2 separate regions of the Anas platyrhynchos genome follow, and region 1 is linked to region 2. A link is a contact called in public Hi-C data. All regions are on one chromosome and are shown on one strand. Each heading gives the region's core, a stretch centred on a gene start, on an enhancer-like site or on the middle of the called end of the contact. The rest is flanking DNA. Distances are from core to core; before and after follow the strand shown. Region 1 has its middle 15 kb from the start of LSG1. Region 2 overlaps ATP13A3 (ATPase 13A3).

The links. A called contact is a pair of places that touch in the nucleus more often than the background predicts.
Region 1: a Hi-C map of skeletal muscle shows a contact between it and region 2, with 4 times the contacts expected there. The contact joins two enhancer-like sites. A contact is called at or near these places in 4 of 8 Hi-C or Micro-C datasets (F5 follicle, liver, skeletal muscle and 1 more).

The regions. Positions count from the first base shown.
Region 1 is chr9:12,709,128-12,711,827 of IASCAAS_PekinDuck_T2T, reverse strand. No RefSeq gene overlaps it. Among named protein-coding and RNA genes, the nearest start is that of LSG1, 15 kb to the left of the region's middle. Within about 2 kb of position 1,422, at least 3 of the 8 cell types and tissues checked have an H3K27ac peak or open chromatin away from gene starts, as enhancers often do.
Region 2 is chr9:12,653,573-12,656,314 of IASCAAS_PekinDuck_T2T, reverse strand. It overlaps ATP13A3 (ATPase 13A3), which reads left to right. Exons shown (of 35, transcript XM_072042672.1): 21 at 1-19; 22 at 731-855; 23 at 1,669-1,847; 24 at 2,318-2,440; 25 at 2,522-2,601. Among named protein-coding and RNA genes, the nearest start is that of GP5, 17 kb to the right of the region's middle. Within about 2 kb of position 1,369, at least 1 of the 8 cell types and tissues checked has an H3K27ac peak or open chromatin away from gene starts, as enhancers often do.

The sequences.
Region 1 (2,700 bases), core at 173-2,672, 55 kb before region 2:
TCCCTTCCAATCCCTAGCATTCTGTGATTCTGTGAATTTGCGATACCATTCTCATCCTTTTCCTGCCACGTGGGTAGGGCTAGGTCTCTTGTGAGCCTCCTTGGTGGGCAGGCCCTTCCAAAACCTGCTGCTTTGGACAATTCTGCTTGTTGCTCACAGAAACCCTTGGCCATGAGACTTGCTGAACCCCTGTGCTGTTTCCATGAGTGAATGGAGGACAGTGTAAATACGACTGAGTAAGTAATGTTTGCTCAAGTTCATTACGTGCAGACTGCTGCTTGTGCTAAAATGCTATTGCCTCTATAGAAGAAGGACCATTTAAAAAAAAAAAAAAGTTCTGGGCCCAAAAGCCTATTAATATTTATGCTGCTATTGAACAGTGGGCAAACTAAATAATAGGCAAGGACCGTGGTTAAATTAATGCCTTAATGCTTTCCTGTGGTGGTTTGGTCTGTTGCTGAACCGCATCCGCCCTGCCCTACCCTTGGTGGGGAATGCCAGGCTGGCCGTGTTGACAGCTCAGCACAGCAGCCACCAGCAGCTGTGAGGCGTGAGGCAATGCAGAGGCTGCTCTGCTGTCATGAGCCTGCACAAAGGAGACATTGTGCTTCCCTGCAGCCACCTGCTGAGCGAGCCCTTCTCTGCTTCTCTTTCTGCAGGAGTCGAGTTGCTTTCTGCGGGAGTCAAGTTTCCATCTCTGAGTGCTGCTTTCTTAGGGCACCTTGTGCGTGTAGAGGGAGCGTGTGGGCTGTGACCAGCTCCAGGCTGTTTGCTGGGGTCTGCAGCACCTTCAGCCTCCCTGAGAGGCCTTGCTCTGCAGCACGAGCAACTCATTTTCCTGGCCAATATTAACTGTGGCACTGATACCCAGAGAGATGATTTGTTGACCTGACTGGGGAGCACGGCTGCATGTCCTGGGGCTCCGGCTGCTGGATGCCCTCCTGCTGCAGCTCCCCAACTGGCCAGGTTTGGTGTATGAAGACCTTGCAGTACACAGCAGGGGATGCGTAAGCTGTACTTCCAGCTTTACAGAGCCAGCACTGCACAAAAAAATGATCCTCCAGCACCCTGTGGAGCTGCCACCCTGCACGCCACACCATGTGGCTGATCAGGCCAGAGGCCAGGGTTTCTGTGGCTGTTTCCTGAGGGCTCAGCACTGGGATGTGGGAGATGACAGCTTTGGCCCCAGGAGGACCCTGGTGAGGGGCTGTCTTGCTCTCAGCTTTACAGTCCTGCCCTGGGCTTGCCCGAGGGAAGGACACAGCTCCTCAGTGTCAGTGCTGGCAGCTCTGCCTGCTGGGGAAGGGCTGCCCGCACAGGTGAGCTGGCCCCAGGCTGAGATGGTCCTATGGTCACTGGCGCTGCCTGCTCCAAAAATACTTCTGATTTCTCCGGAGGAGGCTGAAATCCCCCTTTCCTGCCGTTAGGGGACGGCCTTGCCCAGCTGGAGGAAAAACAGCCCTGGGGACGGTCCCAGCACAGTGTGCTTGCTCCTTTGCCAGGTAGGGGCTCCTGCAAAGCTGGTCTGGGGGCTCCACACGTCCCTGTGAGGAGCAGCCTTGTGCTGTCACCCTGCTGTGTGATGGCTCAAGTGAGCCAGTGAAGAGAAGAGGGAAGCTGGAAGCCCCTGCAGAGCAGCCCTTAGCTGTGTGCCACCCAGTTGTCCTGGCAGCCTCAGGGGACAGGAGCCTGCCTGCAGGAGTGGCAGCAGCACCAGGCCCTTGGACTCTGGGTTGGGCCAAGGACATCCTTGTCTGGGCTCTGGGGACAGCTCTCTGTGTCCCCAGCACGGATCGTGCTCAGGAAATCCTGCTGTGCAGCTCCCAGGCAAAACGGATTCTCCCTCTGTTGAAACACTCCAAGTTTCCCTCAGCCAGCACTTTCTGGGCTCCTCAGCCCTTCTGTCATGTCGCAGGGTGGGGAGGGAGTGCATGAGCAAAACAGAAACCCGAAGTTGTTCTGCTTTGAGCTCTGCATTGCTCCCGAGAAATGGCAGGTTCTAGTTTCAGATGCAGCTGGTTCCCCTTTCTGGGGGGAGGTGGCTCAGTCCCGCAGAGCCCTCCTCACGTGTGGCCGGCTCCTTCCCTTCCCAGCAGGGCTTCGGAGATGTGGCTGTGCCCTGCAGCTGGCCCAGCCCTGCTCCTCAGCCCTGCTCCTCAGCCTCTCCCACTCAGCAGCAGCTTGGGGCTGTGCTGGGGCACCTTCAGCCAGCCCGCAGCCCCTCCGAGATGGCAAACTTCTCTCCCTGGGGTGACTTTGTGCCTTAAAGCCTGCGTGGTGCAGAGCAGAGGAAGCTGCAGAAATGGGGGAACCCCCAGAAGGATGGGGAGGAAGCAGCCAGTTCGCCTGCACAGCACTGGACACATGCAAGTGCCTCGGGCCACGCGTGTGCTGGTGAAGCCGCAGCTGCAGTGTGTGGGATCCCTGGGGCCCCGCAGCCCACGCTGACGTAGCTGTGACACATCAAGCACTGCTTTGTCCCCAGCCTTGGCTTTGAAATCCAGGGGCTGTGCCCTGCTGTGCCAGGCGGGGAGGCGGTGGGCCTGCTGGTGCTGGGCCTGAGCTCTCTGTGTCGGAGCCGCAGGGGGATCCTGGCTGGGGACGTGGGGACCTGTGTGGCTGCTGCTCTGCTCCTCTGTGTCACATCGCTCTGCTGTCCCCAGGTGTAGGGCACAGCTGGGGCCTGTCTCAGGCAAGGGG
Region 2 (2,742 bases), core at 120-2,619:
AAGTTCAGACTATTAATAGGTAAGAGTGATTTCACTTTTTATTCTTTAGCTAAGTAACAGACTTTAAAAGCTGCATGCTTTGTATTAATCACATAAAGTTTACTTTAGTTTAAACCAATTACTACTCTTCTTTAGCTGGCTTCTGTGTTGACATGTAGTTCTGTGTATTCATTATTTGTTCTCTGGACAGTACCTAGGAATTTAAGACAAGGAGTTAGAATCTAGAGTAGCAGTGGAATACGTGAGACCTATAAATACACTGAGTTTCATGTAAAATAAAATTGAGCTGCTTTACTTAGTGTATATTAATCTTTCTAGCTTTTACAGTGGAATTTGTTTCTATGTTAAGGTTCAGCTAATTTGGAAAAGAAATCAGACGTGCATCCTAAACATTCTAAAATTTGGTTGTGAATGCTGTTTCAGAGCACTTTTTTCCAGGAGTAACCTTTCTTTTTGAGAATGTAACATCTAGAATGAGTTCTCATTGAAAAAACAGACAGTTATGTTTGAGTAGAAACACAACTTTTATTTTAAATTTAATCAAAGGAAATAAGTATAAATGAATGAGAATGACGGTCTCTCCTGGGTCACTTTATAGAAAGTGAATTCTTCACACTTCATATTAAAATAAAAATTTCTCTTTAATTTGATAACCAGAAATAGGTTCTTTAGGCTATGTTGAATAAGTGTAATTCTTCCAATGTTCTTTTCCTTGCCTCCTTTTATACAGAGATGCTATTGAAACCAACATGGATTTTATGGGGTTAATCATAATGCAAAACAAACTAAAGAAAGAAACCCCTGCTGTACTTGAAGATTTGCATAAAGCCAACATTCGCACTGTCATGGTTACAGGTTAGCATGTAAAAAAACATTCATATTCCAAAGATAAAAATTAGTCTTTTTTGGTCTGACTTACTTTAATTGTGGTGTTTGAAGTAAAATTTTAGTGTCGGTAGACTGGGATTATACTGTCTGTATGCCAGAATTAAGTTTGGAAACTATTGTGAAACTATTCAGACCTTTCATTGTGGTTGAAAGATGCTTAGGCAAGTCAGAGGCCTGAAATCAGTAAAAGGGGTTAATTCCAGTTCTTTATAGAATTCACAAGTTACTTCATATTGAATTGAAGGGCGAAAAATCTCTGGAGGTCTTTGTACTAGGGGAAACTTTAAGTCTAATCTCATAACTAGCTTTGAACAGGAGATGGAACTTCATAACCTCCTGACGTTTTGTCCCTACTGTTTTGAGTTATGATAAGTCACTCTGGATTATTTTTTTTGTACCAATAGCTTCTTATCCTGCTTGTGGGCTGTGTTTATCTGTGCTAGGTTTTCTATGAGATAAGAGCATTGGCTTTTTCTATATCACAAATAGTACAACCTTGGAACAAACTTATAATGGGTAGCAACAGGACTGTTTATTTTGCATGACCTGTAACAGTGTTTAAAAGGGGGTGATGCTAGTGCAGGTGAGGAATTTAACAGATAAACCATGACTTCTGTACCTGTAGACTTGTTTGGCCCTAGGGTGTTACTGGTACATTCAGCAGTTGTCCTCCTCCTGGCTTGAAACAGACTTTGTTAGCTTTTCCTTTTGTGTTGAATATCACTGTATGTTGTTGATCCTTCTTTAACTCAAGCCTTTTACAATGCAATCATTTCACAGGGGATAACATGTTAACTGCTATCTCTGTGGCCAGAGACTGTGGAATGATTCTACCTCAGGATAAGGTCATTATTGCTGAAGCACTACCTCCAAAGGATGGGCAGGCTGCCAGAATCAACTGGCATTATGCAGATACCCTCTCAAGATGCACTAGTTCATCACCAGCCATAAACTCAGAGGTAATTTGAGCATTGTTACACCCTTAAGACTATAAACAGTTTTGCTGTTCAGTTTTTTCCCTTTTTAGTGTTCCCTTAAATAGGAAATCTGCCATTAAGTAGTAATTCAAAAATGATGTACTATTTAACTTAGTTTTTTAAATATCAAGGAGTAGTAAAAAAAAAAAAAAAAAGCTTGAGGAGCTAGTTCTTCAACTTCAATGAGAGATTTGATGTTGTAGCTGTGCAGAAGGTTTTTTTCCACATTTCAATCCATTAAGACTGCTTTTGCTACATGTAGCGGAAATATTATACAATGTATTCTTGTTAGTAAATAAATGCTGTAGTTGTATGAGGTTTTCTTTCAATACAACTCCTAGAAGCATGCACTAGTGTGGTATATTGAGGAATAATCCTGTGTGTATTGTCTTGAAATTACAAAGTACCTATGTAAATGCACTACAGCTAGAAATTTAAACTACTTTTGATAGGATATTCCAGTTAAATTGGTCCATGAAAGCCTTGAGGATCTTCAGATGACCAAATACCATTTTGCAATGAATGGAAAGTCATTTGCAGTGATTTTAGAGCATTTTCAGGACCTGGTACCCAAGGTGAGCATTTTACTTGAATCTGAGCACTTTTGATGGTGAACAGACTGTCCTGCTAAGCACTAAGAAATTTTTGTCTTCCAGCTTGTGTTACGTGGGACTGTGTTTGCTCGCATGGCACCTGATCAGAAAACTCAGTTGGTGGAAGCTTTACAAAATGTAGAGTAAGTATTTCTTCGAGTATAGAAAGGGATGGTGGGTTGACAAGGCGTTTGATGTGGTGAGGAAGAAAAATCAATGTATGCCGATAACTGATATACTGAATGCAAGACTGGGCTAAGATCACTTCCCAGGGTTGGTAAATA